Regions from separate parts of the Mus musculus genome. Here region 2 is linked to region 1. Evidence: chromatin contacts called from public HiChIP or PLAC-seq data. All regions are on one chromosome and are shown on one strand. Each heading gives the region's core, a stretch centred on a gene start, on an enhancer-like site or on the middle of the called end of the contact. The rest is flanking DNA. Distances are from core to core; before and after follow the strand shown.

Region 1 (4,678 bases), core at 520-3,019:
GAAAGCCAAGGTGATTGTGCCAAGGTGGAGATGGGATTTGAACCTAGTTTGCTGCTAAAGTTGGGGCTTGTTATCCTGCTCTGAGTATCAGGGGAGGTTAAAGTGTTATTTTCAGAGTGCCTTGAGCTTTAATCTGGATCATACTTCTCATATCTTCTCGACTTCTAGCTAAGTCACCTTCTACCAACACCACTTTAGCCTTGCTGCCAAAGGTGGTCCCTACATGTTGCTCATGGCCTATGATAGTTGTTCTCAACCCCTGGGGAATCAAACAATCCTTTTACAGGGGTCATCTAAGACCATTGGAAAATACAGGTATTTATATTATGAATCATAACAGAAGCAAAATTACAGTAATGAAGTAGCAATAAAAATAAGTTTATGGTTGGGAGCCACAACAACATGAGGAGCCAGGTTAGAGGGTTGCAGCATTAGGAAGGTTGAGAACCACTGGCCTATAAGTAGTGCACATTTTATTTATTTATTTGCCAAATGCTAAACCTGGAATCCCAAACATAAGAAACTGTTACTGGATTCAGGAAACTAACATAGTGCCAACCAAAGGTGGCCTCTGCCAGGAGTTAATGAGGAGAAGGGAGCTGTCTGTGGTTTGAGGCAGAGGTAAGGATTATGACACACACTAAGCTGTTGGGCCAGGAAAAGCTGTTCACAGGTTGTGGGGAAGTCAGCCCACAGCCTCATACTATCTGGAGACAGAGGGACAGGGCTAGCCTTTCTGACATCAAGATTCCTTTATGTAAGGTCCCTGTCTTTGGGGACATCTAGAATGCTGATAGCCGGGGAAGAAAGCCCTGGAAATTGTCAGGCACTTGGATAAACCTTCCATAAGGTGCAGGGGTGAAGACATCCCTCAGGACACTTGGTTGCACAAGTGCAGGCGCACTTGCATAGGCTGTGCATCTGTGTGGCCCTCTGTGTCATTTGTTTCTCACTGAGTGCCCACCGGGCCGTTATAAGGATCAAAACTGAGAATGTGAGCCCTGCAGGGAGGACTAGATTTTCTGAGCTTTGTTTTTCCACGTCTAAAAGAGGGAGAGGGGGGGTTTCCGAAGGAGGTGGGTGCTGGTTTGTGCCCAGTGCTGAGCCTGATTCTTACTAGGTACTCATGAAGTGTAGTTTTTATTTACGTTCCCAGACCCCTGAACATTTAACCAGGATATAACTGCTTAACTCTGTATTTAGCGTTAGAGGAAGGAACAAAGGTTAGAGCTCTGCCAGGCGAAGAATACCCGCTAATACCTGCAAACAACTATAACCCTGGTCCGTGACCACACCCTTTGCCCACTTCAAGTCCACTATGGACTTGAGTCTGCCCAGCTAGCCAGATTCCTCAGTGTGCAATGGGTCCGTCTTCTCTCGCAGGAGACGGTGGACATGCTGAAGACACACATTAAGGAGGAGTTGATGCAAGGGGAGGAGGCGGACGATGTGTACGAGTCCATGGCCCACCTATCCACAGACCTGCTGATGAAGTGCTCCCTCAACCCTGGCTGTGACGATGAGCTCTACGAGTCCATGGCTGCCTTCGCCCCAGCAGCCACAGAAGACCTCTGTAAGTAGCTCTGCCTGGTTCTGCTTTTGTCCTGCTGCTGAGAAATGGCTTTTTTTTTTCATGCTAGTCCAAAGGGGGAAAGGCCCCCAAAAGGCCCTGATTATCTCTGAAAACACCCAGTGAAGAGCCTGTGTTGCAACAGCATCAGGGCTGCAGCTGTGTGTCATAGCAAGAGAGACTTTTTCCAACTTCCTCCACTGCTTGCCTGGAAGCCTCTCGTCTTGACAGCATGGCCTGTGGTCAACAAGCTCTCAGCCCTACCAGTCTCTGTGGGCCCTTTTATGACAATGTTTCACAATGCTTTATTATCTGACACACGATTTATGTATGGTATAACACACATGAAACCCACTGGCTTCCCTATACTGCCTTAATTGAGTGTATAGTAAGTGGAGACTTCACATGCTTACACATGTCTGCATGTGAAGACATGTGAATAGGCATGTCTTCATGTGAAGACATGTGAAATAGCCCTGTACAGGCAACTACACTCAGAGCCACCACCAACGTCATAGCCTTACATGTTGACTGACATGTGTCTGTTGTCTTGGTGACTCAACTACCTAGAACAGTGTTGGCCTTGGCACCTGGAGTTTCTTAAATGATGAAACTCTCTTCACAACCTTATACAATGTTGAATTCTTAGAAAATTCAATGTACAAAATGTACTTTAAAAGACATATCTAGTCCTCCCGACCCCGTGTGTGTGTGTGTGTGTGTGTGTGTGTGTGTGTGTGTGTGTGCGCGTGCATGCAGTGGATATGAAGGCGTATGTGCCTGTGTGCATGTGTCTGTGGAGGTCAGAGGTCATCATCTTTTGAAGGGTCTGACTTTGACCTCCGTGGGCTCACTGATTGGTAGACTGTCTGATCAGCAAGCTCTGGGGAATCTTTCTGTCTCTGCCTCCCTTTCACAGGGCCACAGATGCAGGAGACCACAACTAGATTTTGTGTGGGCTCTAGCTCCTTGGACTTTCACGGTCGGTGTCTTACCAACTAAGCCATCTCCTCAGCTTGACAATTTAGAATTGGTTAGAGTCCGTGTTCCTCCACTGTAGTGGCAATCCAAACCACCCTCGGAGCTCTTCAGAACTCCCTGTAGGGGGCCTGGTGCCACCCTTCAGAGAGGTTGATCTAAATGAGATTGGATTTCCTGTCGTGTACAACGAAGCACTAAGCATTCTGACACACTGCGCAGGACTTAGCGCTCTTTCCCTCTGAGTCCACTTAATAGGTTCAAGAAAGATAAGATAACTAAGCGGCAACCCGTCAGTTTTATGGATGCGGGATTTCCAGGATGGCTAAGCTGAGTACTCCCCCACCCCTTTCAGGACCTACCAGGGAAAGGAGCCTGCTTCTCCTGCCCATGAGCTTACGGAACCGCCAGCCCCACCAGGAGTCTGTAGAGTAGGAGGTGCAGGCTGACTGGGGGTCCCTTGCCTTCACCCTTGGGGAGAGGAAGAAGCACACTTGGAAGCTCTTCACAAATGAGCCCCGGCTTGCTGGATCTGTGAGGAAGGAGGCATGATCCACACCATCACACTGTTTTACTCACTGAATCCACATGGCAACCCCACGGATGCTGTTGCTACCTGCTGTTAAAGAGAGGTTCACTTCCCCAAATGCCACAGCTAACAACCTATAGAGCACAAATTCCATACCATTTAACTCAGGCCAAATTTGTCTCTAACTTGGGACGTCGTTGTAGTTCCCGTCCCCTCCAGCAAGCCTTTTGGCCTCTAAGGCTGTTTTCTCCCCATGTGCAGATCCAGGAGCTAGCTAACAAAACAGCTCAAGGCTACTCATTCCTGTAATTCCGACACTTGGGCTGAGGCAGGGGGATTAAGCCGGGCAGTGGTGGTGCACAGGACAGCCAGGGCTATACAGAGAAACCCTGTCTCAAAAAAACAAAAAACAAAAACAAAAAAACCAACCAACCAAACAAAAAGACTAGCCTGGATTACCAGCAGACCTTGTCTCAGATCCTAAACAAGAAGATCCCCAAACAAAGAAACCCAGCTGCTGACATGAACACACACACACACACACACACACACACACACACACACACACACACACCCCTGCTCATCTACCTTCATAGCTAGCATGTATTTCCAAGGACATTTCTGTTGCAGCTACTTGATTCTCTCCCTGGGTGTTGGAGTCACAGTGGACAAAGACCTGACTTTTTCCACTTTAGCACAGGGACTCATGCAGAAAACTTCGGGCAGGACCCTTTAGGAATCCAGAAAGCAGACCTGCTTCCTGGCCCATTCCCTAGCCTGGGGGCTGTTGAACAATGAATTCCTTGCTTACTGACAGTGTCTGTTGACAGTCTTCATGCATGCTGTTCCCCCTCCTCCAAAATATGAATTTTCCCCATCGTATTGCAGGCCTCCCAAAGGGCTCCCATGCTCACTAGTGCTTCAGGGGATGCTATGGGACCAGACTCGTTGTGACTGGAAGGCAACCTGTAAAGTCGCTCAGGGTCAGGAGGGTCTGGATGTCACAGACCCACGGAGGTTACCGGGAAAGAGGCAGGCTGTAGGTTGTAGGGCACAGCTACTGTTTGGGTAGAGAATGAAGTGATGACAGTTTTAGTTTGCCAGATCATATAATCTCTGAAGTTTCTGACAGTTGGCGTGCTCTGGGTTGTTTCTGTGTCTGTGGTTACTGGGTCTAACCCAGGAATGATCTCCTCCCTTGATCTCTTCCCTGCTGGTTCAGAAGATGCAGCCACTCGGGCCTGGGAAGATTCACTCATTTCACCCACAGTGACTGCCCGGGTGAGATGACAGTTTCGTTCTAGAAGAAGCAGGACAGAGGGCAAGCAGACCCATCTCAGATGCTGCGCTAACATGGTGATGCCCACACATTTGCCTTCCCCAGAAGTGGGATGGCTGCTCTTATCTGTTCGGTCTTACCTGGCCATCCTTCTGGACCAGCAGAGAAGGGATTATTCCCCAGGTCGAACCCAGCAACCACAGAACCAAACCACACGAGCCTCTGCTTTACAGGGAGTAAACTACATGGTCCAAGAGTTAGTGACATCCCTAAGTCTATCAGGAGAAAACTGGCTCAGGAATCTGAGTCTTCAGGTCCTAGA
Region 2 (4,987 bases), core at 1,317-3,816, 130 kb before region 1:
GTCTCCAAGAAAGAGATCACCACTGCACCATAAGTGTCTAGACAAGGGAAGCTCTATCCTTGATCAGTCAGGCTCACTCAGAAGAGTGAACACAGAGGGAACACATTTTTATCCTAACTTAGGTGGTGTCGGTGTCTTTACCCCCATTGGCTGGGGTCTGTGACCTCACAGTCTTAGTTTAGGACTAGTCTTGAAAGAATTGGCACCTAGGAAGTGAAGGAGAAACAAACCATTCCACCGCTTTAATCAGCACATCTTATAAGACACGCCCTTTGCACGAAGGTTTTACTGAGTTATTAACTGAACTCCTGACTACTTTAAATGGCTTTAACCATAAGCAGCCACACTGCCAGACTGGACCTCACCTTCTCATTGAACTGCTAATTTCCTTGTTAAATCCAGGATTCAGCCTGGGGTATCACATTACACCAAAAGGCTCTTTTGGTTTTGGTTGACCTTCTTCTGGGTAGCCCTGGCTGTCCTGGAACTCACTCTATAGACCAGGCTGGCCTCGAACTCAGAGATCCATCTGTCTCTGCTTCTCAAGTGCCGGAACTAAAAGCCTGTCCCACCACTGCTGTGTTTTATAAACTGGCAGAGGCGTGTTGCATTAGCAGGGAGCATCACAGCGACCTGCCAAGGTCTCTTCCTGAACAATCAAGCCAGGAAGGCACAGGCCTGGTATGGAGACAGGAGATTCCCCACTTAGGCAACTATGGGAAACTATTTCTACATACAGGATAGAGACTTTCCAGTGAAGCTGGTTTTGGGTGGCCACATACTGTCAGTAACCCACACCCATTTTCATTACATGATAAATCCCAATTAATTTAGACAACATTGCTTAGCCCCTCCACCTCCCAGGAAGAAATTTCTTACAGTATTATAAGAAATTATAATTATAGCAAATTCTTTGTTAATGTCCTTATGTCTCATGGTATTAAGAAAGGGGACAAGTAAATAAAATAAGATGTTAGAAGGAGATATGCATGGCTGTTGTTTTAGTAAAGGGTGATTTATTTTTATATGAAGATTAAGATGACGACTGGATGATTCCAGAATGGGAAAGAAGACTGGAAATCACTTGCAAGTAATGAAGATGTGAGTGAGTTCCTCAAGGTACATAAAAGATGAGACTTAGAGATGATACGTTAAAGTTTCTAATGCCGTTGATCAATAATTACAAGGACTGACTAAGATCTATAAAATCTATGTCTAAAGTTTATTTAGAACTATCTGTTTTTTCAAACAGTATACAATAGTCAAAAGTTCCAGACTAGTGCAACTGATCTTCTGCGTGTTTAATAACCATAGTTGAAGGCTATTCTAATGTGGTCACCCAACACTCCCAATTCTGCTGGAAAAAGCCAGATCAGTCATCACCCTGAGTCTGTGATGCCATTTGGGTTTACAGCTTCAGAAGGAGGGAGATGGTATAAGAGATAGAAATCGGTTAGACAGTTTAGGATAAAAAGACCCCAAAGAAAAGCAACCCGTTTCTTTCTTGATTGAAAGCCAGAAACATCCTGGGGACTCTTGGTAGTTTCATCCCTCCCAAAGCAAAGATGCCAAAAGAATTAGGGACTTATTTTTTATTTTATTACCATAACTTTAATTGAAACTGTTTTTTCCATACAATATATGGTGATCACAGCTTCACCTGCGTCATCTCCTCCCAGATTCTGCCGCCTAGCTCTGGTCTTTGGTCTGGGTCCTAGATGATTTAGGGTTTCCTCTTTAGCAATGAGAAAGTAGCAATGAAGGCCTCTTAAGGGGAAACTCCTGGTCAGGAGGACAGAATCTCTGGCCTGGATGTAGAAATAACATTCAGTGGGGTCCTGCCAATCCCCTGGCCAAGGACAGAGACAGGGAAATTCTCTTGAACGAGGATTTGAAGGTGTTCATCTATCAGTCAGCAGAGAGCTGCCAGCCGTTAGCTTGTGACCATCAAAGGAAGTGAAAACTTAAGGGTTGTTTGGAAAGTCATTTGCGTTGAATGGTGTCTTGCTGGGACAAACACAAGGAGTGTTTTGCTGAAGCAGACACAGGTGAAAGGATATTTTGCTGAAGCAGACTCGTGAAAGAACTCGTGATGAAGGATTCTTCGATAACAACACACATTTATTGGTCTGCCTTACATTTTGTAGTTGAGTTCCATTTGTCATGACTCCATAGAGAGAAGAAATAGACCAAAAAATTTCTGGTAGTGTGCTGTGGCTTCTTGAAGCTTCTGAGGACTTGGCCGATTGGCAGAGTGACGTCAGCTGATACAGGGAGGAGTTTTGCTAAGACAGACTCACATGCTGAGGCAACACATGTGAGGTAAGACCCATGGAGGACACATGATATTTGGAGGGAGTACAAATAGGGACTCAAGGGACTGTGAGAGGGGCTTGCTGGTAGAACTAGCTCCTGCAATGCTTCTTTGGTCTCATGCCCTTGCCAATCCTTACTTCCTTGAGAGAGGCTCAACTGAGAATGTTTTTCTGGCTTCCCTGCTGGTCTGAATTCCTTCTGCTGACTCATGCTGACACTGAGGCCTGCTGACTCATGCTGACACTGAGGCCTGGCTGTCTCTGCTGGGTCACGCCACTGCTGCTGATTCATGCTTGCTATCCCGTCTCGACTGAACTGGACTGCTGGTATATTCGTGAAGTATTTTCAAGTGGATTGAGCTGCCACTGCTGGCCTGTGAACTGAACTGCTGATTTCCTGACCAATGCTGATGGGATTTGTACTAAAGAACATTTTCTAAACAGGTTCATTTCCCCTGTATCCCTTGTATCCTCTGGTGGGTGCTGGGCTAGAAGGGAGGTTAAAGCATTTAAGAACCACTGAAGAGATCAATTCAGGACCTTTGGAAAATTCCACCAGACCCCTCCTCTCCTGGAAGAGAAAGGTCAGAGAGCACACAGGCACCCCTCCCCTCCAGAAGGGAGAGGCTAACTACATTCCTCAGACCACAGGCGGGGGGGGGGGGGGGGGGGGGGGGGGGACACACGACACACGACACAGGACGACAGACGGACAGACAGACACAGACAGACAGACACGGGATGGGATCGACCATTGGCCACCTGTGGACCAGAGCAAGTAGACACATCCTGAGACTGTTGACCACCTGCAGACAAGGAAAGTCCTTGCCACCTCATTCCCTAAAGACCAATCAGTTTTTAAAAGTCACACTGTTCTGCCAATCACATTGTGCCTAATGGCTGCTGCTCTGAAAACTGTATAAAAACTCACCAATCAGGCTGCGCGTGGTCCTTCTCTCTCCTTTGTGTGCAGGGCGACCCCAGCTTGCTGGAACAATAAAATTCCTCAATTCTCAACTCTGAGTTGTCCACTCAGGGGGTTTCCGATAAGTTAAGGCTCTCAGAGTGTTACACCATCATTAAAAGTAGGTTTTGAAAAATTAAAGTTTATAATCCAATCCTCAGCAAGTCTTGGATTTCAAGGGCAGACAGAAAGATGGAAGTGTTAGAGTGATGTTTTTGTACACTCTGTGAAGATGTGTCCCTGTCCTTCTTTGCCTGACTAAGGCACCTTCTAATTGGTTAAAATAAAAAAGCCTATGGCCTATAGCACAAGGCAGAATAGTAAGGTAGGACACCTGGATAGAGGAACCCTGGGGAAGAGTCAGGCAAGGAAAGATTTGCCACTCAGACTGGGAAGAAGTCAGATGTATGAAACTGAGGAGAGTTAACTAACCATCCATGTGGCAGAACTTAGATTAGCATAAATGGGATAATAAGGTATGAGATAGTTGGAAACAGGCCTAGCATAAGGTCTAGGCATAAATAAATGAATAAGTCTTCATGTCCACAGTTACATAAAAGAAGGATTCTGAGAGAGGCTATGGTTCTGTAACTATGCCCGAAAGCCTGTAACTAAGACAAATGTGAGTCTTCCTTCTCCCTGAGGTCGTTGGCCACAGGCCCATGTGGACACAGCGGGCAGAATCGATGAACAGGGATTCGGACAGCTCCTGAGTACCAACAATAATAATGACACTCTGGGATCAGACTTGGAGAGATGGATCAAATTGACTCTGGGTGAATCAAGGGTTGTATAGTTTTGGGGTAAGCAGGTAGGACTATCCAGGGTGGGCAAAGGTCATTGGCTGAAGGCTAAGGTGCTGCGATGCCTCCTTAGCATGGGGAGGCGCTCCAGGAACCTCAGGTGCTTGCTGATCAGGTTGCTATAGGTTGTTATAGACCTTTCTATAGCTGGACCTGTAATCTAGCCAAGGCTATGTGACACTCCATAGGTAGATGGGGCTAGTGGTGGTTGGGGGTGTTAAACTTCCCAGACAAGGCCAGAGAAGGAGAAGCCCTGATGGTAAAAGGAGTCTCCCATTTTTCTTGGCACACAGAAGACTATCAGGATAACGGTAGGCTTCAACCTTAATTACCAGGACAACAGACACAGGCATCTCCTCACAGGTGCCTCAGTACCCCTTGAACACTGTTAGACTCCCTAATAAACGATATTATTAGAAAGATAGAAGAAACTCATGCCTTCAGACAAAACTGAAGATAAACAGTAAGCTGAGCAATCAGGAAACATTCATGAAGTTCTTTCTTTCTTTTTTTTTCTTTCTTTCTTACATGTAAGTACACTGTAGCTGTATTCAGACAGTCCAGAAGAGGGCGCCAGATCTTGTTACGGATGGTTGTGAGCCACCATGTGGTTGCCGGGATTTGAACTCAGGACCTTCGGAAGAGCAGTCAGTACTCTTAACCGCTGAGCCATCTCTCCAGCTCCATGAAGCTCCTTTTTTAAGCACTCATCCTAGAGAATCTTTGCCCATCAAAATGCTAGCACAGAACCTTCAGGTTAAAACTTACGCTCATCGGGGCTGGAGAGATGTCACAAGTGGTTAAGAGCACTGGCTGCTCTTCCATAGGATCTGGGTTGGATTTCCAGCACCCACATGGCTGCTCACAACCATCTGTAATGCCAGTTCCTGGGGATCCGACATCCT

What was found. HiChIP or PLAC-seq counts read pairs in DNA pulled down with a chosen protein or histone mark.
Region 2: an H3K27ac HiChIP or PLAC-seq map of acute myeloid leukemia shows a contact between it and region 1, with 3 times the contacts expected there. The contact joins two enhancer-like sites. A contact is called at or near these places in 3 of 15 datasets of contacts at CTCF or cohesin (CD8 T cells, large pre-B cells and pro-B cells), 41 of 484 Hi-C or Micro-C datasets (B cells, CD4 T cells, CD8 T cells and 29 more), 16 of 115 datasets of contacts at active chromatin or transcription factors (the HPC-7 cell line, the NIH/3T3 cell line, Th17 cells and 10 more) and 2 of 9 other capture datasets (adipose tissue and liver).

Annotation. Positions count from the first base shown.
Region 1 is chr19:41,318,397-41,323,074 of GRCm38.p6, reverse strand. Pik3ap1 (phosphoinositide-3-kinase adaptor protein 1) reads left to right here. Exons shown (of 17, transcript NM_031376.4): 8 at 1,384-1,573. Among named protein-coding and RNA genes, the nearest start is that of Gm52406, 38 kb to the right of the region's middle. Within about 2 kb of position 1,769, at least 70 of the 459 cell types and tissues checked have an H3K27ac peak or open chromatin away from gene starts, as enhancers often do. A contact at or near this core is called in ECoMG myeloid progenitors, the G1E-ER4 cell line, the HPC-7 cell line and 4 more, where this site is marked.
Region 2 is chr19:41,452,775-41,457,761 of GRCm38.p6, reverse strand. No RefSeq gene overlaps it. Among named protein-coding and RNA genes, the nearest start is that of Gm33951, 10 kb to the right of the region's middle. Within about 2 kb of position 2,566, at least 126 of the 459 cell types and tissues checked have an H3K27ac peak or open chromatin away from gene starts, as enhancers often do. A contact at or near this core is called in ECoMG myeloid progenitors, the G1E-ER4 cell line, the HPC-7 cell line and 4 more, where this site is marked.